Regions from separate parts of the Oncorhynchus mykiss genome. Here region 1 is linked to region 2. The links are chromatin contacts, called in public Hi-C maps. All regions are on one chromosome and are shown on one strand. Each heading gives the region's core, a stretch centred on a gene start, on an enhancer-like site or on the middle of the called end of the contact. The rest is flanking DNA. Distances are from core to core; before and after follow the strand shown. Region 1 holds the start of LOC110520506 (renin receptor). Region 2 holds the start of LOC110518747 (tetraspanin-7).

Region 1 (6,718 bases), core at 2,288-4,787, 320 kb after region 2:
GACAGTATGGGAGAGAACATCTCATGGCTGTGTGGGGTCCTTTGTTGGTATCAGACCTCATGCTCTGACACTGTCTGCCCGACAGTATGGGAGAGAACATCTCATGGCTGTGTGGGGTCCTTTGTTGGTATCACACCTGATGCTCTGACACTGTCTGCCCGACAGTATGGGAGAGAACATCTCATGGCTGTGTGGGGTCCTTTGTTGGTATCAGACCTCATGCTCTGACACTGTCTGCCCGACAGTATGGGAGAGAACATCTCATGGCTGTGTGGGGTCCTTTGTTGGTATCAGACCTCATGCTCTGACACTGTCTGCCCGACAGTATGGGAGAGAACATCTCATGGCTGTGTGGGGTCCTTTGATGCTGCGTAACTTCCTCAGGCACCATTTCAAGTAGATGTCCCCAGGGATGGATTGGGTTGTCTTCACAACCAGCTTCCGGTCGTGGATGGAGCAACTTGTGTACCAGGCCGGGGTGCAACCGGTCAAGACGTCTCGATGGTGCAGTGGTAGTATTACTAGAGAGGACCTTGGGTGGCATGCCGAATTTCTTCAGCCGTCTTAGGAAGTAAAGGAACTGTTGCGCCCTCTTTACCTGGTGTTGGTGGTCCATGTCAAAACACATTAACTAGATCGCAAATCTCTAAATATAATACCCACTGTTAGTAGCAGTGGATGTATTCATCCAACAGTAAATGTAATGTTCTTTAAAAACTTTGCAGTTGTAGGCTACTACCACGAGACCTATAGTCTAATCCTCGCAATGGCCATTGCACATTTCACGCATGCTGCTCCATATCTCAAAGCCATATCAAATATCTTGGTTGTAAAATAGTAGCTATTGAGCTGGATATTGAGAAATTCAAATTATACCTTCAGAAAGCTGAGACCCTGTTCTCTTTGACAAGGACAAGGGGACAAATCTTCCAAAATTGTGTTTTTCCCACAATTGCATTTTGAAATATTGTGCCCTCACTGGGGGCGCAGGGGCAGATACTTTCATTACAGGAATCATAAGAATAATGAACTTCACTTTTTGACCAAATCATGGCTTTAGCCGCCCGAAAATAGGACGTTTTGAGTGAAGTTACAATGTAGAATGTGCTCTTTCTACGTTAATAGGCACACTTTCTGTTTTTTACAATCCATGATCTAAATGATGACAGAATCAGAGCAGGTCTCTTTGCTGATGCTGCTTTTGACGTTGAATGGGAGTTTGAGTAACCAGAAAACCAGGCCGGCCAATCTTTGTAGGGGGGCCGGCCGTTGCCCACTGATCAGCCAAAGGCTCATTATAGATTAGTATAACAGAGAAATTGCACAAACATCTTTCTAATTAAATATTTACAGGCCCATTGGTCAGCTTTTCATTATTTAATTTTTTATTCAAAATCTATATTTTGTGTGTGTGTCAATTTTGACCAGTCCATCCAACAAAAAATGGTCTAGCCCATCTGGCATTTACCAGAGTTGCCAGAGGACCAATCCGCCCCTGAAGCTGACCTTAAAATTAAATAAACATTTATTGACTTCCGCAATTTTCCCTTAACATTCACAAATTATTTTTATTGCATCGTCCGAGTAAGCCCTAAATGGACCCTGGTTGGTTAATTTATGATCCTATACCCCCATCCAGTGGATGTACTTGATATTACAGGTGAAAAGGACATGGACGATGATGATGTTTTGTTCAACAGTTTATTGAAAAGTCCCTACTTCCGGTATTGATTTTCCTTAGCTGAACATGTCAAAGGATGGAAACAATTAACTACATATTTCAATAGCCATACAATATTTATTTTTTCAGAAATCAATCAATGTTTCTGGCTTTCTGAAAGACCAATTCTTGCCCATAATGCATTCCTAGCATCTTCGTGACAATAGGTACAATGATGCAAAAGTGCAAGAATTGTGTTAAATTCAGACCTTCAACTCCTGAGTACATACCTTCGTCTCCTGAATACAAACCAAGTAATCTTATTTTTTAGGTCTTCTTGCTCTCTTGAGAATATTGAATTGGAGTCAGTCGTTAGTGTTGAGCGCGCTGGGGTTGAGCCAGACCAGGATGAAGTGGGCCTAACTGTGGCGACATGTGTGGTTGAGACTTCCAACGTTTGCCCTGTGAATGTTACCGAAGATTTTTTTGAAAGAGTGGATTCCTGCTTTTTGGCAGACCCATACGTTTTGTCAAGCTGGGTAAAGGACAAACTAGGAATGGTTACATCTGTGAAAGTTTAGAGAAGTGGAATTGATTAGATTTTTTGTACATCCTTTGCCCAGAAGAAGCGGTGCTTCACACGGCTCGAGGTTCAACCAGTGGCGTGCTTTGCTCTCCGGAACAGGGCGCCACACAAAGGGGTGATCAGTGGGGTAGCGTTCAGTGTTGAGGTGGATCAAATGAAAAATAATATTCCTGGTGTTTCTGACAACCGCAGTTTGGAGAGAAGTAGACCCGGTGGTAATGGCAGGCATGTTGAGGTAGGCATGTTGAGAACAAGTTCTCATTTACAATTGCGACCTGGCCAAGATAAAGCAAAGCAGTTCGACACATACAACAACACAGAGTTACACATGGAGTAAAACAAACATACAGTCAATATTACAGTAGAAAAATAAGTCTATACACAATGTGAGCAAGTGAGGTGAGATAAGGGCGGTAAAGGCAAAAAAGGCCATGGTGGCGAAGTAAATACAATATAACAAGTAAAACACAGGAATGGTTGTATTGTTGAGCTTTGACACAGAGTTTCTATCTGATAAATTCAGGTTAGATTATATTTGCTATTCTATGAGGGCCTATGTTTCCGAACCCGCTACAGTGGTTTATAGGTGCCAAGGATTCTGACATGTTGCAGCAGTGTGTAGAAGGGAGATCCCAAGATGTGAGAAAGTTGCAGGAGGGCATAGTCAGAGGGAGTGTACAGTTGGGATAGAGAAAGCACTGTGTGTCAACATGCACGGGTGAGAGAGCGACAGGTTGAGATTGCCAGAGTTTGAGTTGGGCACAAATGTTCCTATACTGAGGCAATGAAGAGACTAGAGGATAGCCCAAGGGTGAGTGATTTGACTGTGAGTCCGCCAGTGAGTCAGCCTGAAAAGAGAGGTCCAAAGAGGATGAGTTGTAGTATTTTATTTATTTATTTAATTAGGTAAGTCGGTTAAGAACAAATTCGTATTTACAATAATGGCCTACACCAGCCAAACCCGGACGACACTGGGAGAATTGTGCGCCACCCTATGGGACTCCCAATCACGGCCGTTTGTGATTCAGCCTGAATTTGAACCAGGGTGTCTGTAGTGACGCCTCTAGCCCTGAGATGCAGTGCCTTAGATCGCTGATTTCTTGTATTTATAGCCATGGTGATCAAATGTACTGTGCCGTTGGTGCGAAAATCACAGAAGATATACGTGGTAGTTGCAGCAGCAGGGGAATATTTGGGGGTGAGAGATTTAAGTGCTGACGGTCTATAGGAAGATGGTGTAGGACCTTTTTGGGCGAAAGTAGTGGGTAGTGTATAGGTGCAGGGTTAGATAGTGGTGCAATATAAGACTCTCCCATGCCCCTTTTTCTTGTTGTTTGTGACCAAAATGTGCAATCCGCACTCTGACCTGCGACAAGCAGCAAAACACAACACAGCGTCTATTCTTCCGGAAAGTCACACGAAGAAGATATACGTGACACGCGAGTCATCTGATCTACGTTAGAGCAAAAGGGGAATTGTGTTGCTGGAAAATCGCCGAAGGATGGAGACTTTATTCAGCGTAGCGTTTATCTTCTGCTCGGCTTTTACGGCAGGTAAAAATTGGAAATCTTATATATGATTATTTAGCTACTGATGTAGATCGTTTTCTGGAAATGATCTCATGGGGATGCTATAACGTTAACGAGTCATTTGCATTAATGAAAACGGTAACGTTAGCTAAGAGGCACTAACCGTTTTAGCTAGCTAACGTTAACGCTAAAGAAATGACTTTAAAGAACACTTCCAATCGTGTTGATATAAATATTGTTGGCAACTTGTGGCAAGCCGTGTCTTTCCCTTATAAATATGTTATAACGATTAAATACTGCTTTTTAGTTGGGCTAATTTCCCTAGCTTGCTAGTAAGCTAACTTGACAGCCTGACCGCCTGGCAGCAACAACCACCGAACTGGAACGACAAAACATGAGCTAACATGATGAGCCATTTCCTGCAGTTTTACCCCGTCTGTTGTTGTGCACAACACTATCTAGCAATATGGCTATGGTTCATTGTAAGCTGTCTTACTAACCAGACTCACAGGGGATCGTCTCGGCTAGCCAGCTGTATCACGTGACATACAGCATTCATTAGTCGGATTCTGTTGCTAAACGTTTGGTGTGTTGCAAATCGTTTACTCCAAACGGAAGACGTTTTGAACGATAACGAGAGTTTCTATTGGAAAAATTCAGGTCGGTCCCTCCACGTTTCGTTCTACTTGCTTCGGTTTGGTTCCTATAGTTACTATTGCAAAACGTTTGCAACTGACAAAACGTTTTGAATTGGCATCCAACTAATGAATACACACCATATTCGCTTAACTTCCTCAAAAATCCTTCTGCTTTCCCAGTCACGAGACTCCGGCTAACTAACTAGCTCCTGTAGCCTGGCATTCCCATTCATGAAATGGCTGTCTTTCACAGTTTGTAATTAACAGGCAAGTGGGAGCAAATGGCAACACCATACTATCAGAACCCACCTAGATGAACCTCCAAAAGTCATTATGTGGCCCTGGTGTCCCCTCCACCTACACCATATTGAACTCCAAACAGTAGCTAGCTTTGATAAGTAGGTTGTTTATAGACAATATTATTTGAACCAAACCAATTCCTTCTGTTTTCCCTCAGGCGTTCAGGGGGACAGCCTCACCATATTGCAGGCCCCAGAGTACGTGTCCTTCCAAAAGGGAGACTGGCCAATCTCTGGGGAGAAGATTCCAGATATGGTGGCTCTGACTATGGGGTTCTCTGTCCAGGAGGTACACACACACTTTAGGGTCCAACAATTTGGACCAGGACCTGATGACAATCAGACCTGACCCGATCATTGAAAAAAATACAATGGAGACTCAAACAGACCCTAGAACAATCGGACCGGAAGACAACTTGACCTAACCCATACCCTAACAGTATCGACCACACCCGATTGGACCCCAACATTATGTTTATCAGCCAAGTTGCTCTTCTGCTTAACAAATAGGTCTTTATATTATATTGACCAGGCCTTCTATATGTCAATAAATTAACCGTATTTGCATAAACTAAATGTCCCTTGGGTCCGGGTCAGGTCCTGTTTGATTGTCATCGGGTCTATGTAACTACAGCTGATAGACCAGAGTGGACCTGACCACAGCTCTGCATAGCCTATAGCATAAGTTTGAATTTGGGGGTTGGGTCTCAGGTATATCGGGTCCACTTGCATCAGTGAAGACCCACACAGGCGCATATCCTATGTTTGAACAGGTGCGCAAGCCTCTGGTATTTTACATGATACTCTAACGTCTGTGTTTGTAGGATCTCTCCTGGCCTGGCCTCCGGGCAGGTCAGTTGTTCCAGCGTCCCAGGGCCAACGTGCTGGTGGTGGTGAGGGGGGTGGACAGCCTGGCCCTGCCCCAGAATGTGGCCTCCTATCCCTTGGAGAACGTGAGTGAGGCCAGGCTCCCCATCAGAGGTGATGGTTGAGCAGCAGCAACGTTCTAATTTGAATGAGATTCTTCACCAAGGCTCTATTATTAATAACTCTTCCCTTGTTCCCTCTCTCCTCCAGCCGGTACCCTTCAACCTGGACAGTGTGGCTGAGACGGTTCATTCTCTCTTTGCTGAGGACACTCCTGTGGTCCTCCAGCTGGCCCCTAGTGAGGAGGTACTGTATGGACCAGCACATGTCAATCAATCAATCAAATTTATTTTATATAGCCCTTCGTACATCAGATGATATCTCAAAGTGCTGTACAGAAACCCAGCCTATGTGGAAAGGTTTATTTTTTCCAGAGGGTTTGTATGTGCAGGGGGATAGTAATGTTATCAAATAATAATGTATTTGTCACGTGCGCTGAATACAACAGGTGTAGTAGACCTTACTGTGAAATGCTGACTTACAAGCCCTTAACCAACAATGCAGTTGGTTAGGAGCCCGTAAAACGTCAGCCATCCCCTCCGGTGCCATTATTGTGTGTGTGTCTACGTGTGTCTACAGAGGCTGTACATGCTGGGGAAGGCCAACGCGGTGTTTGAGGACCTGCCTGTGACCCTGCAGCAGATCCGTTCTCGTCTCTCCCAGGATGGCTCCGTGCTGGCCTCCCTGCCACTTAACTCCCTCAACCGCAACGCTGAGGTAACATGCATAACTAGTGCTGGTTCTATCTGCGTCCCTCGGTTAAAGTGAATAAGGGTTGGTTGATCTCTGAACTCTGACCTTCTTCCTCTCTTCTTATAGGCTGATCTGCTCTTCCTGTCTGAGGTCCAGGTTCTGCATGACATCACTGCCCTGGTAAGACTGAATATGTTGTTTGTTGGGCACAGGGGAATTGGATAATTTCAACGCTGGTCATCTGTTGTGGCTAACCCCCTCACCCTCATGTAGCTGCAGAGACACCGGCACCTGGCCCAGGACCACTCCCCTGACCTGTACTCCCTGGAGCTGTCTGGCCTGGAGGAGCTGGGCCGTCGCTACGGACAGGACTCCCCACAGTATCG
Region 2 (6,677 bases), core at 3,948-6,447:
CATGGTTAGCAGATGTTAATGGTCACATACACATGGTTAGCAGATGTTAATGGTCACATACACAAGGTTAGCAGATGTTAATGGTCACATACACAAGGTTAGCAGATGTTAATGGTCACATACACATGGTTAGCAGATGTTAATGGTCACATACACAAGGTTAGCAGATGTTAATGGTCACATACACAAGGTTAGCAGATGTTAATGGTCACATACACATGGTTAGCAGATGTTAATGGTCACATACACAAGGTTAGCAGATGTTAATGGTCACATACACATGGTTAGCAGATGTTAATGGTCACATACCCATGGTTAGCAGATGTTAATGGTCACATACACATGGTTAGCAGATGTTAATGGTCACATACCCATGGTTAGCAGATGTTAATGGTCACATACCCATGGTTAGCAGATGTTAATGGTCACATACACATGGTTAGCAGATGTTAATGGTCACATACACATGGTTAGCAGATGTTAATGGTCACATACACAAGGTTAGCAGATGTTAATGGTCACATACACAAGGTTAGCAGATGTTAATGGTCACATACACATGGTTAGCAGATGTTAATGGTCACATACACATGGTTAGCATATGTTAATGGTCACATACACATGGTTAGCAGATGTTAATGGTCACATACACATGGTTAGCAGATGTTAATGGTCACATACACATGGTTAGCAGATGTTAATGGTCACATACACATGGTTAGCAGATGTTAATGGTCACATACACATGGTTAGCAGATGTTAATGGTCACATACACATGGTTAGCAGATGTTAATGGTCACATACACATGGTTAGCAGATGTTAATGGTCACATACACAAGGTTAGCAGATGTTAATGGTCACATACACAAGGTTAGCAGATGTTAATGGTCACATACACATGGTTAGCAGATGTTAATGGTCACATACCCATGGTTAGCAGATGTTAATGGTCACATACACATGGTTAGCAGATGTTAATGGTCACATACACATGGTTAGCAGATGTTAATGGTCACATACACATGGTTAGCAGATGTTAATGGTCACATACACATGGTTAGCAGATGTTAATGGTCACATACACATGGTTAGCAGATGTTAATGGTCACATACCCATGGTTAGCAGATGTTAATGGTCACATACACATGGTTAGCAGATGTTATTGGTCACATACACATGGTTAGCAGATGTTAATGGTCACATACACATGGTTAGCAGATGTTATTGGTCACATACACATGGTTAGCAGATGTTAATGGTCACATACACATGGTTAGCAGATGTTATTGGTCACATACACATGGTTAGCAGATGTTAATGGTCACATACCCATGGTTAGCAGATGTTAATGGTCACATACACATGGTTAGCAGATGTTAATGGTCACATACACATGGTTAGCAGATGTTAATGGTCACATACACATGGTTAGCAGATGTTAATGGTCACATGCACATGGTTAGCAGATGTTAATGGTCACATACACATGGTTAGCAGATGTTAATGGTCACATACCCATGGTTAGCAGATGTTAATGGTCACATACACATGGTTAGCAGATGTTAATGGTCACATACACATGGTTAGCAGATGTTAATGGTCACATACACATGGTTAGCAGATGTTAATGGTCACATACACATGATTAGCAGATGTTAATGGTCACATACACATGGTTAGCAGATGTTAATGGTCACATACACATGGTTAGCAGATGTTAATGGTCACATACACATGGTTAGCAGATGTTAATGGTCACATACACATGGTTAGCAGATGTTAATGGTCACATACACATGGTTAGCAGATGTTAATGGTCACATACACATGGTTAGCAGATGTTAATGGTCACATACCCATGGTTAGCAGATGTTAATGGTCACATACACATGGTTAGCAGATGTTAATGGTCACATACACATGGTTAGCAGATGTTAATGGTCACATACCCATGGTTAGCAGATGTTAATGGTCACATACCCATGGTTAGCAGATGTTAATGGTCACATACCCATGGTTAGCAGATGTTAATGGTCACATACACAAGGTTAGAAGATGTTAATGGTCACATACACATGGTTAGCAGATGTTAATGGTCACATACACATGGTTAGCAGATGTTAATGGTCACATACACAAGGTTAGCAGATGTTAATGGTCACATACACATGGTTAGCAGATGTTATTGGTCACATACACATGGTTAGCAGATGTTAATGGTCACATACCCATGTTTAGCAGATGTTAATGGTCACATACACATGGTTAGCAGATGTTAATGGTCACATACACATGGTTAGCAGATGTTATTGGTCACATACACATGGTTAGCAGATGTTAATGGTCACATACACATGGTTAGCAGATGTTAATGGTCACATACACATGGTTAGCAGATGTTAATGGTCACATACACATGGTTTGCAGATGTTAATGGTCACATACACATGGTTAGCAGATGTTAATGGTCACATACACATGGTTATTAGATGTTAATGGTCACATACCCATGGTTAGCAGATGTTAATGTGAGTGTAGTGAAATGCTTGTGCTTCTAGTTACGACCATGCAGTAATATCCAACGAGTAATCTAACCTAACAATTTCACAACAATTACCTTATACACACAAGTGTAAAGGAATGAATAAGAATATGTACATAAAAATATATGAATGAGTGATGGTATAGAACAGCATAGGCAAGATGCAGTAGATGGTATAGAGTACAGTATATACAAATGAGATGAGTAATGTAGGGTATGTAAACACATTAAAGTGGCATTGTTTAAAGTGGCTAGTGATACATTAATTCAAGATGGCAAGATGCAGTAGATGATATAGAGTACAGTATATACATATGAGATGTGTACTGTAGAGTATGTAAACATTATATGAAGTGGCATTGTTTAAAGTGGCTAGTGATACATTTATTACATCAATTTTGCCATTATTAAAGTGGCTGGAGTTGCATCAGTATGTTGGCAGCAGCCACTCAATGTTAGTGATGGCTGTTTAACAGTCTGAGGGCCTTCAGATAGAAGCTGTTATTCAGTCTCTCGGTCCCTGCTTTGATGCACCTGTACTGACCTTGCCTTCTGGGTGATAGCGGGGTGAACAGGCGGCTCGGGTGGTTGTTGTCCTTGATGATCTTTTTGGCCTTCCTGTGACATCGGGTGGTTTAGGTGTCCTGGAGGGCAGGTAGTTTGCACCCGGTGATGCGTTGTGCAGACCTCACTACCCTCTGGAGCGCCTTACGGTTATGGGCGGAGCAGTTGCCGTACCAGGCGGTGATACAGCCCGACAGGATGCTCTCGATTGTACATCTGTAAATGTGTGTGTGAGTGTTTTTGGTGACAAGCCGAATTTCTTCAGCCTCCTGAGGTTGAAGAGGCGCTGCTGCGCCATCTTCACCACACTGTCTGTGTGGGTGGACCAATTCAGTTTGTCCGTGATGTGTACGCTGAGGAACTTATAACTTTCTACCCTCTCCACTACTGTCCTGACGATGTGGATAGGGGGGTGCTCCCTCTGCTGTTTCCTGAAGTCCATGATCATATTTTTTATTTTTTTTATGTTGAGTGTGAGGTTATTTTCCTGACACCACACTCCGAGGGCCCTCACCTCATCCCTGTAGGCCGTCTCATCGTTGTTGGTAATCAAGCCTACCACTGTTGTGTCGTCTGCAAACTTGATGATTGAGTTGGAGGCGTGCATGGCCACGCAGTCGTGGGTGAACAGGGAGTACAGGAGAAGGCTGAGAACGCACCCTTGTGGGGCCCCAGTGTTGAAGATCAGCGGGGTGGAGATCTTGTTACCTACCCTCACCACCTGGGGGCGGCCAGTCAGGAAGTCCAGGACCCAGTTGCACAGGGCGGGGTCGAGACCCAGGGTCTCGAGCTTGATGAAGAGTTTGGAGGGTACTATGGTGTTAAATGCTGAGCTGTAGTCGATTAACAGCATTCTCACATAGGTATTCCTCTTGTCCAGATGGGTTAGGGAAATGTGCAGTGTGATTGCGATTGCGTCGTCTGTGGACCTATTGGGGCGGTAAGCAAAGGAGTGGGTCTAGGGTGTCAGGTAGGGTGGAGGTGATATGGTCCTTGACTAGTCTCTCAAAGCACTTCATGATGACGGAAGTGAGTGCTACAGGGTGGTAGTAATTTAGCTCAGTTACCTTAGATTTCTTGGGAACAGGAACAATGGCTGCCCTCTTGAAGCATGTGGGAACAGCAGACTGGGATAAGAATTGATTGAATATGTCTGTAAACACACCATCCAGCTATTCTGGGCCTGCAGCCTTGCGAGGGTTAACACGTTTAAATGTTTTACTCACATTGGCTACAGTGAAGGAGAGCCCGCAGGTTTTGGTAGCGAGCCGTGTCAGTGGCACTGTATTGTCCTCTTATCCTGTTTAATTTGCATGTATTCCAGTGCAATGGCACCAAACAGAACAATAATTTGGCTTCTATCCAACATATTATTCCAACACATGATATATTCCTGAATCCTCAAGATGATGATAATATAACAAACAAAGTGTGAATTTGAGAAGATCGCACGAGATGTATTTTGGCCGAAATTCTGCTCATTTTCTCTATGATGAAACATTTGATCTCAATACAGTTTTCTGTTCCCAATACTATAAACTGTTCCGAATAGAACGTACGATTTCTTTTTAGACTTGACCCTTTGCCAAAGGAAAAAAAAGGGTGAAAAAGCGTTATTTAGAAGGAGTTCAAGGGCATTAGTTAATGCGTCTGTGCACTTCACCGAGCAGGCGTTACTTAACGGAAATATGCAAATATATAGTAGAACGCGCCAATAGGATCTTGCTATCTCGTGCTTGGTTCGGCCCACCTCCTTTTTGTTCTGCCCACTATGATTAATTTGCTCTCATTGTAAACAACAGGCTGTCTATCTTGGGTTAGTTATACAAAACATTTTATTCAAACTCTATACTACTGCCCTTGGAAACCCACCTGCTTGAAAGGTCCGCCAGAGGGGATAATCGAGCTGTGTTATTTTCTCGGGTATTTGTTCCTAACCACAGACCAGGTCTAGGAACAGATTATCAAAACAAATCGTACCTAATATTCCCGATAAATAATTTCTGAGCCTGTATCAGTGGTTAGGGGGGCAATCAAATTCTATTTATGGAGCAAAAATATATTGGCGGCTGCGCTGTGAATGTCTGTGGTGCAGCAGCCGAAAGACCTCCAGCGGAGAGTCGTGGTAGCGCAACGCTTGCAGAAACAGTCCTTTCAGTTTACTGTTGTATGGGCATTGGGCAGAATGGAGACCAAACCAGTGATAACCTTTCTCAAAACCCTCCTCATCGTTTACTCCTTCGTGTTTTGGGTAAGTTAACGTTACCCTTGTTTTATCCTTGCCCCAATGAAAGCCTTGGGGAGATCGTTTCCGTCGTTGTAGATGCAGAGCTGTAGGCTACCCGTAAGTACCGTTATTTTTTCCATGTGTTTGATGAATTCAGTTCATTCGAGGGTGTACTTGTGTTTTTTTAATATGTCTTCTTGTAGACAACCTCTGCCTTTGTGGTACAGATTCATCTGTGCCTTTGTATTAATCTGTGCCTTTGTTATAATGACTTCTTACCAGGGTCATGTTTACAACAAGCCCACACGCTTGGAGAAATGCGACATCCTCTGCTGTAACGTTTGGCTTATTTCGTACATTGTCACTTACTCTAGCGTGAGGAAGTCTCGATGTGTTGCTCTGTATTTCGAAGTTGTCACTGACCGCAATACATGCCATGCTCATGCTTAGGCTATATAGAGCGCAGTAGCTCTGTAGTCAGACACGGGTAGAGGTTAGCAGTCGAGGTTATCATGTAACGGTTTCTGTCGGTCCATCGTTTGGTGCGAAGCAGCATGAACGTGCACTCGTCAATGTCGAGTCTACAGCATGCATAGGTTGCTAGGTTGCAGTCAATTGTTTTGTCATTGATTTAGCATTCGACCATAGGTCGCACTATAAAATCCCGAGATGGATGTGCACCTGATGTTTTGTAAACAGCGCATTTCAAATGATTTGTCTGCATCCTGATAAGTTGTTTGTCTTGACTGACTCACTCTTATACAAGCTCTGTACTGTTGTTATATGTCTCCTGAGACTTCTCTATCATTGTTATACCATAGCATGTTTCTTTCGCCAACTCCTCTGTATATTATTAGGCTAAATGACAAACAGTAGCCTACAGATGCATGGGCATCAAGTCAGATGGGGAACTAAGGAAAACATAAGCAATCCCTCTATAGGCTATCCTAAGGTAAACAAACTCATCTGGTGTATTTGCAGCTCTTATCCTGAGATATCTTTGTCAGACAAGGATGGAGGGATGCTTCACTGGGCTAAAAGTGGTCAATATCAGGGGATGTCTTTATCTGTTTCTGGACATCTGACATTTCATTCTATATAAGGAGTAGACATGCTCCAGATACGCGTCTCCTTAATTTCATATACGGAGCTAGGGTATTCTCCATAATGGGAGTTTCTACATGCATCCAATCCTGATATCAGACATCTCCCTTCAACCATGAGTCCAGGGAGATATCGGGAGTGCCATGAGATAAATTCAAGACATGCACCTGATGCGCATGCACCCGTTTGCATATTTGTATAATATTTGACATATCTAAGCCTTTATACATAGGCATG

Evidence for each region. A called contact is a pair of places that touch in the nucleus more often than the background predicts.
Region 1: a contact with region 2 is called in a Hi-C map of blood, with 9 times the contacts expected there. The contact joins the promoter of LOC110520506 here to the promoter of LOC110518747 in region 2. A contact is called at or near these places in 2 of 3 Hi-C or Micro-C datasets (blood and liver).

The regions. Positions count from the first base shown.
Region 1 is chr3:70,546,732-70,553,449 of USDA_OmykA_1.1, forward strand. LOC110520506 (renin receptor) reads left to right here and starts at 3,538. Exons shown (of 8, transcript XM_036975061.1): 1 at 3,538-3,799; 2 at 4,871-5,001; 3 at 5,537-5,665; 4 at 5,790-5,885; 5 at 6,219-6,356; 6 at 6,459-6,512; 7 at 6,606-6,718. The coding sequence starts at 3,748.
Region 2 is chr3:70,226,360-70,233,036 of USDA_OmykA_1.1, forward strand. LOC110518747 (tetraspanin-7) reads left to right here and starts at 5,198. Exons shown (of 10, transcript XR_005051365.1): 1 at 5,198-5,360.